Linked DNA regions of Mus musculus: region 2 is linked to region 1. The links are chromatin contacts, called in public promoter capture Hi-C maps. All regions are on one chromosome and are shown on one strand. The core of a region is the stretch at or near the end of the contact, and the rest is flanking DNA. Distances in the headings are between cores, read along the strand shown. Region 1 overlaps Tbc1d14 (TBC1 domain family, member 14). Region 2 overlaps Gm33017 (a long non-coding RNA gene).

The links. Capture Hi-C pulls out chosen DNA fragments and counts their contacts.
Region 2: a contact with region 1 is called in a promoter capture Hi-C map of liver. The contact joins two enhancer-like sites. A contact is called at or near these places in 2 of 484 Hi-C or Micro-C datasets (bone marrow-derived macrophages and epidermal suprabasal cells), 12 of 115 datasets of contacts at active chromatin or transcription factors (CD8 T cells, the HPC-7 cell line, bone marrow-derived macrophages and 9 more) and 3 of 9 other capture datasets (adipose tissue, liver and pancreatic islet).

The regions. Positions count from the first base shown.
Region 1 is chr5:36,566,363-36,570,773 of GRCm38.p6, forward strand. All of the region lies in intron 2 of Tbc1d14 (TBC1 domain family, member 14), which reads right to left. Among named protein-coding and RNA genes, the nearest start is that of Tbc1d14, 14 kb to the right of the region's middle. Within about 2 kb of position 1,954, at least 24 of the 459 cell types and tissues checked have an H3K27ac peak or open chromatin away from gene starts, as enhancers often do. A contact at or near this core is called in hepatocytes and liver, where this site is marked.
Region 2 is chr5:36,722,164-36,726,574 of GRCm38.p6, forward strand. It overlaps Gm33017 (a long non-coding RNA gene), which reads left to right. Exons shown (of 3, transcript XR_376900.3): 2 at 1-197; 3 at 421-767. Among named protein-coding and RNA genes, the nearest start is that of Gm33017, 5.0 kb to the left of the region's middle. Within about 2 kb of position 2,213, at least 62 of the 459 cell types and tissues checked have an H3K27ac peak or open chromatin away from gene starts, as enhancers often do. A contact at or near this core is called in hepatocytes and liver, where this site is marked.

The sequences.
Region 1 (4,411 bases), core at 704-3,203:
TCCACACCTAGGTATACCTCCTCTCATTCATCCAACAACACTTGATGTGAACTTGTTCCTCTCATAAACCTAAAGGTCAGAGAGCCAAGCCCTGCGCCATCTTTGAACCCTGTGGCAAGTTAATCAACCTCTGACATGGTTTCTACACAGAGAGGCAGAATTACCAGCATGTTCTTAAATCAGTAAGTTTCCAGTGCAAAATACAAAAAAAAAAAAAAAAAAAAAAAAAAAAAATTCTAGGTATTTAAAGCAGAAATGGATTTAACACAAGGAATAAGATTATTTCAAGCTCATAGGAAGAAGTTGGTTCTGAATGATCCCCTGACCCTAGGAACAGGTCCCTGAGCAACATAAAACTGATATACCTGAGGTGCAAACGGAAGCTCTTACTGGACTTGCTGAACTCAAGAACCCAGCAGGCAATCAAAATCACTGCCTTTGGGATGGAGCACAGGGCTCTCCTGCATGGCAACTGCTCTCAGCATCCAGGAAGCTGCAAACAGACACTGTCAACCCTACAGGAAAGCCTCCCACCTCTCTAACATCAGTAGGTACCAGAGAGCAGCAAAGAGAAGGAAAACAGCTTGCACCTCATTTCTGCCTCAAACCTCCCATAGTGGGAGAACTGCATGGTCCTAAGTCATGTCCAAAACTCTAGCAGCAAGAGACTAGGAACAGGCTTCTGCTCGGCAGCTAATAAAGTCCAGGAAAGCAGCTAGAAGGAAAGCAGCCCAATGGATCAGCAGGCAGCCCCGAGTCCCACCTCACGCCACCCCTATTACTGTGCAGCCTGAAAAAGGCAGCCACGCAAAACAAAGAACAGCGCCAGGCACACAAAAGTGCACCGCATCCTGGGAAATGAATTCACCTCCTCTTCATACGCTGTCTCCTGTCCACAAATTTCCTATTTATCATACTCTATGATCACCAGCCAATGGGTCAAATCCCAAAAGCCTAGCTCTGTACAGGAACTGAAAACGTGGTTAGACACATTCATAGCATATCAAAGTATCTATCTGAAGATTCACTTTTAAACTGTGGTTGCAAACATCTTTACACAGATGACAATTTTTAAAAATAACACTGAAATCTCATATGAAACCTCAACAAAAGAAAGAAAAGCAAGCCAAAATCAGCATATGTATCAAGCTGCCTTGAGAGTTAACTTCTATTTCCTCACTTAACACTGGCATTATTAGCTCTTTGCTTGAGTGGTTTTTGAAGTTGTTTTGCAGTGCTAGGGATGGAAACCGCACACACACCAGGCAAATGCTCTAACACTGAGTTATAGCTCTGTCCCTCTCATTTTAGTTCTTTACTAGAGGAGCAATTAGTCCCAGGTCACCCAAGGACACACTAGAGGCTGCAGAGGTTAAATGACTTTCTCAGGGTCACACAGCACAAAATGACAGAGCTAGTGAGGCCCCAGCCCCATTCTCAAACAACAGTCCTCGCACTTTATCTTTGAATTACAAGTAAAAACAGAGCTAGCCAGACATAGACTGTGCCCCCAGAGGGCTCTCTGCCAGGTCAGGAAGCAAACTAGAAAAATCTATCGCTCTAGACCTTTAAGCACCTCTACCCCCATAATAATTAGCAGGAAAAGCTAATTATTACTTCCTATACCCATGTGGATTAGCAGATTAAACCTTTGGCTTCATGGGAACCAACCCCATAGCCCGAGGAAAACAGCCACACGACAAGCATGCCACCTCTGAGTTCTATCACACCGGACTCAGAGGATCCCTTAACACAGCTCTCTTCCATGTAAGATGAGGATTCTGCTCAAATTACACTAGTACGTGACCTTGGAGAAAGCTATTCAGTATCAAAGTTGTCACCAGTTAACCTAGTGCATCTGAAAGACTTCATCCATCTCCATCCCAGAACATGTGGCAAAGTCTAGAGACACTCTGGTCTCCTCCGTTGCGGAATGGGGCCAGTATCTAGTGGGCAGAGGTCAGGACTGTTGCAATACACTGGACAGCTGCCCACAGGAGTACACATCTCAAACATTAACAGTGTGTGGTGCAGAAATTCTGTTCTAAGTTACTGGGCAATGGGTTCAACTGAAGAAATGTACAGTACAGGGTCAAACGCTTACAAGAGCATTAAGAAACAAAATATGTTCTGTTCAAACCAGAGAAAGCCATATGTAAGTGATCTCAGGAAGCCAGGTGCCCTAGCTATTTGCTCTTACTTGAGCCATTTTCCCCACTAAAGCTATACAAGGTCACAGTTATTAAGAGAGCAGACAGTAAACCTAGCTCACCTGAGCCCTGACCCAGTGTTCCAACTGTGGTGCCCACCCTCCCACGAGATCCACCGTGTCTAGGAGAGCAGGAAGCAGCCCAGAGCTCAGGGCAATCTGATGCACAAACATATGAGGGTGTATGTTACAAGAAGAAAGGCAAACCAACAGCAGCTACACTTCCAGCTTCCCTGGGCAACGCTAGACTCAGTATGCTGCTGCAGCACGCTCACTCACTGGTTTTTATATCCCCCTGCTTCAGCGCTTCAGTGTGGCTCCTTCTGACCGTGTCAGAGCTGCCAACCAAGGATAAAGAAGCAGGAGCCAAGAAATAAGAGGGTCTAGAAACTGCAAAATGCAAAGTATTTTCTCTAAAGGGGAAGAGGCTTCAATAGACAACTCAACTCTACCCATTTCCCCATAAGACAAAGGTAGCAACAGATCAGGGAATGGTCATGATCACCCAAGCTGCTGATATGTAAAGTCATCTGTGCTGATTTTATGTCAACTTGCTAAAGTCACCTGAGAGGAAGGAACCGCAATCAAAAAAAAAAAAAAATGCCTCCATAATACCCAGCTGTAATTGATCAATTCTTAGTTAGTAATTGATGGGGGGAGGGCCCAGCCCATTGTGGTGGGTGCTATCCCTGGGCTGGTGGTTCTGAGAAAGAAAGCAGGCTGAGCAAGCCACCATAAGCAGCATCCCTGCATGGCCTCTGCATCAGCTCCTACCTCCAGGTTCCTGCCCTGTTTGAGTTCCTGTCCTGACTTCCTTCAATGATGAACAGTGCCGTGGAAGTATAAGCCAAACAAACCCTCTCCTCCCCAAGCTGCTTTTGGTCCTGGGGTTTTAACATAGTAATAGTGACCCTAATGAAGACATCGTCCACGTGTCAGTTTGTCCATCTGTACTAAGCCTTAAATGTATTAACCCACCTAACTCCACAGCCACAACAGGAACTCTTCACTCCAATTCTGGGGAAAATAAGCGGAGGCAGCAAGCCCCATGATGAAGGGGACAAGAGATGAGTGAAGCAAAGCCAATGACACATCAGGCACCCATGGCCCTCCTCAGTACTCTGCGAGGGATTCAGAAACCTCAGCGAAGGTAAGTGGTGCTCAAGGCCACATAGCTAGGATGTAACTGACCTCTAAACCCAAGCTGCTCTCATTGTGCTACTTCCCGGGCACCTCTATTTCAAAAAAGGGTTTCCAGGTTTGCTAAGAACCCCTGTCTCTTAGGTGACTATGAAAACCTGTCTCCTAGGTAAGCTCTTCCCCTCTGAGATTGATATGAGGATTCACACATAGGGCACTCTGGTATTCATCAACATGGAAAACTGCAAACACTCATCCAAGTAACTAGATCCAGCCAGCTACCCAGATGAGACCCCAAGCCCTGCTGCATGGGAGGCCTCGGAAGGATCCTGACACACATGGCTCCAGAGCAATCACTGAATAACAAGTTCTGTGACCAGGAATCCACGGGAGGTGCAGGGCACCTCCACCAGGCACATCAAGACCAAAGGTATCCCCAGAAGGCTGTGTGCCATGGGAAGACCATCTCACTCAGGCCTGGCCTTAGGCTGACCGGAGATACTCCACATTTGCCCGATGAAGCAACTGGAAATCTAAGTTACTACATGTCCCCAGACCCAGATGGCTCTGGTGAACTCTAGACAGCACGTCACACCAAGTACTGCAAAGTCCAACACTGACTTGCTAGAAACATGTGCCGTGTGTTCCTACTTGCCAAGTTCATAGCCCAGAAGCCTCTAGAGAACAAATATGGGGCAGGTTACAACTCTAAATATATAATCCGTAAACCACCACTCTTCTGTAGAGGACCTCAGTTTCTGTGACTGACGGGTGGGGGTATACCAACCCTGGATTATAAACTCACCCTCCATCGTGACCTACGATCATGTCTATCCCCCTATGACTCCCATTTAACCTGCCTAGAACAGAGTCTTAAACAGACTCTTGCTGAACAAAAGCATAAAAACACAAATAAGAGGAAGACATGGAAGCAGCACTCCTCATAGCACACCACAGACACACAGGAAGTCTAGCAGGTTTGTTGGGGACCTGGGTGACAGGGCACCACAGGAAGGATGCACACGGCAGGATCAACACAGTAAGAACTGTGTGACTGCAGGG
Region 2 (4,411 bases), core at 963-3,462, 160 kb after region 1:
CAGTCTTGATCCGGATTGTCCACTGACGCCAGGCACGGACTTGGAGTATTTCTGTATACTTTGCTCTTTTCTCCTCCTGGGAGCCATCATAAAGTCAGCCAGGCAGACTCAAAGCCATGTCACTGTGCACACAGACTTTAAGCTCCAAAGGACTGACTTGAGACCCTGGTCTTGTGCTGATAGCCCTGAGATCTAAGGTATGGTGTTCCCTCTCTCTCTGACCTTCTGTTTTCTCACTGATCCGCCTCACTGGGGCTCCGTGGCAGCGGCGGCTGCATTTTGCCTGGAGGACCCTGCCAGCATCAGGAGAATTTGTACCTGGGTTTGGAGGGTGAGATCTTAGTTTTGAAGTGACAGATAAGGAAGCCTGAGAGGGCGAACCACATGTCTTTTGTGGTTTTTCTGGTTGCCTTTGCTTAGGGTGCTGCCTAGAATCTTACACACACCCAGCTGCTGTTTCCAGCCACCACTTGAGGCCAGAAGAGCCTTTCCTCCCCATTCCTAAGTGACTCAGCTTCTGTACAATGACTGGAGGCCATCTGGACAGTATCCAGGTAGGCCTTTGGAGACATTTTTGAAGAGTAGGAGTGTACTGTCTTAAAGAAGTCCGGGGTGTGGTGTGATTAGTGCCCAGAGACTAGTCGAGCTACCTACTTTGTGATCTCACACAGCTAGCTAAACCTGACACTCAATCCTTCGCTCAGTGAAGATCCAGGATGAGTCAGACAAGTCCTCTGTAGCCCTCCTAGTCCTGAGGGTTTGTGTGTGTGTGTGTGTGTGTGTGTGTGTGTGTGTGTTTGAGGCAGAGTTTCTCTGTATAGCCCTGGCTGTCCTGGAACTCAGAGAGATTCTCCTGTCTCTGCCTCCTGAATGCTGGGATAAAAGCGTGCAACCACCACTGTCCAGCTCCTAGTTCTGAGTTTTATGAGAGAAATGGACAGGGAGACAGTGACAGACACTGTGAGCCCTTAAGCCAGAAAAAGCTGGCAGCTAGAAGGGGGAGGGGCCCTGGAAGAGGGGAGACTAAGAGTCATTGTTCTCTTCTGTTCCATTGATAGAAGAACCGAGTTTGTCTCAGAGGTTAGTTGATTTTAAATTATGATGTGCTTATATGAGCAGTACACATGTGTGGTGGAAACACTCCAGAAAACTGAACACTTCCCATTGAGAACCCTCCTTCCCTGCCATTCCCAGGAGGACTTGGTGGCTCTTCACAAGCTCTCAGTGTGAGCTTCAGGAAGCATCTGCGAGTATGGAAGCTCACGTGTGCAATCAAAGGCTTGGGGTCCGTGACATTGTGGCTGCCTGCTGAGTGGTCGCACTGCGCTCGTTCCCTGACCTGTGACCTGTAGTGAGAATTTTGGCTTCTTTAAAAAACACAGAACTATTATAAGAATGCGGTTTTTGTTTTAATCCCAGGTGTGGAATGCGAGGCTCCTTCCAATCGTCCCACAGTAGCTGACTGTGGTTTGCCTCATGCTCTGGCAGAGGTGGGATTTTGCCAGCTGCAGATAGTTTCTGCAAGTGTGTGATGTTTGGAATTCTGGGGGCTCTTTAGAGGGTAAATACTTGGGTCCCAAGAGCTGGGAAACTGTTGATTGGTAGCAGAATGCCGTTGGTTTCTGTTGGTCACAGTTTGCTAAGTAGTTGTAAGCAAAGAAAAAGAAAGAAGAAATCAGATATCCGGATGGCAAAGATCAAACTTGCCCCCAAGGAACTTGATGCCCTTAGTTAACAGGAAGTGTTCTAATGATATTGTGGACTCTTTCTTCTCTTATCCTTTTTTTCTCTCCTACGTAATGTTAGGGGATTGAAAGGGAAGAAGTAAAGGGATGGAGAAGGGTGGGAGAAAGAAGAACCCACAAAGTAGCCAGAAGAACAGCTACAGTGACCTCAGACATATCTTAATCCAGGTGACCTCTGAAGATATGCGAGAGCTGCCAAGGAAGAAGGAGGTGAGAGTATCAGTCCCTGGTACCCTTTCCCAACATGCCCAGCTCCCCACGACTCCGAGTTCCTTTGTGCCCTCTCCACCTTCCTATGGTTGTTACATGTGCTTTTAGCTGTGGAAACAGAGGCTCACAGGGCAGAGTTAGCATTGGATGCTATGTAGCCACCCAAGGCCATTCTGTGCTGTGTCCACAGGACTCTGGAGCCTGGAGGAGGAGGCTGTGCTGAGTCCTGGTTTCTAGAGGTGTGCAGGCAGGATTAACCATAGCCCAGGAAGGCGGGAGGCAGATGTAGAAATCAGAGGCCAAAGAACCACCCACCCTCTGCCCTTGGGACTCTGGCAGCGACTCTGAACTGTGTAATACCAGCCCCTGCCCACGCAGCTGCTGAGATGAGTGGCCGTGCGTGCACCTTTGACCTGGTGATCTTTAACTTGGTGACTCAGCCTGGGAGCTGGAGCACCGTGATGAACACGCTGACAGATTGAAGCCTGCCTTTGTGACAAGTCTTTTTATACATTGAAATTTAGCTGGCCATGGAAGTACACATGTGTAATCCCAGTACTCAAGAGGTAGAGGCAGGATTCATCCCATAATCAGCCACCAAAACCAGACACTATTGCATATGCCAGAAAGATTTTGCTGAAGGGACCCTGTTATAGCTGTCTCATATGAGGCTATGCCAGTGCCTGGCAAATACAGAAGTGGATGCTCACAGTCACCTATAAGATGGAACACAGGGCCCCCAATGGAGAAGCTAGAGAAAGCACCCAAGGAGCTGAAGGGGTCTGCAACCCTATAAGTGGAACAACAATATGAACTAACCAGTACCCCCAGAGCTCGAATCTCTAGCTGCATATGTAGCAGAAGATGGCCTAGTTGGCCATCACTGGGAAGAGAAGCCTCTTGGTATTACGAACTTTATATGCCCCAGTACAGGGGAATGCCAGAGCCAAGAAGCAGGAGTGGGTGGGTAGGAGAGTAGGGCAGAGGGAGGGTATAGGGAACTTTCGGGATAGCATTTGAAATGTATATAAAGAAAATATCGGGGCTGGAGAGATGGCTCAGCGGTTAAGTACACTGACTGATCTTCTGAAGGTCCTGAGTTCAAATCCCAGCAACCACATGGTGGCTCACAATCACCTGTAATGAGATCTGACGCCCTCTTTTGGTGTGTCTGAAGATAGCAACAGTATACTTAGATATAATAATAAATAAATCTTAAAAAAAGAAAATATCTAATAAAAAAGTAAATAAGTAAGTAAGTAAATAAATAAATAAATAGAAAGAGACACTCCGTAACATAACATAAAGCATAGTAGTTTAATAAATAAATTGTAAAAGGAGAGAGAGGGGGGTAGGAAGATCACTGTGAGTTCTATACTAGCCTGGGGTATGTATTGAAACTCATTTGCTATCATTGTTTAAATTGAGGTAAAATTCACACCACAGATATTTAGCTATTTAAAGTGTCAGTTCTGTGGCATTTATCCACCTACAGCAAGCACTGCATAACTGTCACCTCTGTGTAGTTCTATATGTCCTGCTCTCCAAGACCTCACCCCCCTTCCTTCCTTCCTTCCTTCCTTCCTTCCTTCCTTCCTTCCTTCCTTCCTTCCTTCCTTCCTTCCTTCCTCCTCCTCCTCCTCCTCCTCCTTCTTCTTCTTCCTCTCTCTCTCTCTCTCTCTCTCTCTCTCTCTCTCTCTCTCTCTCTCTCTTTCTCTGTTTATTTATACTTTTCAAGTGCTGGGGACGAGACCCAGGGCCTCACACATGCCCGGCAAGCACTCCGTAACTAAGCCCGTACCCTAACTACAACTCCATCTCTACCACTGGCCACTCCCCATCTTCCTGTCTGTTGTATCCCTGGCAACTGCTGGGTTCCAGTGGGAGTCACGCAGTGCACTGTTCGGCTTCGGGTGACTGGCTTTTCTCACTGAACCTGTTTGGAAGGCCAACAGGCTTTGTAGCAGGTGCCTGCACTCTGCTTCCTTCCATGGCTGCCCGAGGTCCCACTCGGTGGGTCTTCTCTGCCTTTTCATTCACTCCTGCTATGGGAACAGTACGCTGACCCGTGGCCTCTCTCAGTGGCTTCTGGTAGAGTAAAAGTTCCCCAGACCAGCCACCCGATGCTTACACACATAAAGTCCTTGTCGAACGCGTGGTTCTCATCCTTGTTTCCAATGAGTGTCAACTGCACACTATAGCACTTATTGAGCACTTACTGCATACTGTCCTGAATGTTTTGTTTTCACTCAATGGTGGTGTTTTCTGTCCATCCTCAGTCCCTCCAGTAGCTGGCGTGGGCCTCACGTGATCAGTTTCAGAGGCCGGAAAAAGGTCAGCTAAGGAATTATCTATAGAGGAGAACTTAAAGTCGGGCCAGCTCCAGTTCACGTCTCACATGCCCCTGGTGTACGCCCTTGACTGGACGAATGCAGACTTCACCCTGGGCGGTAACC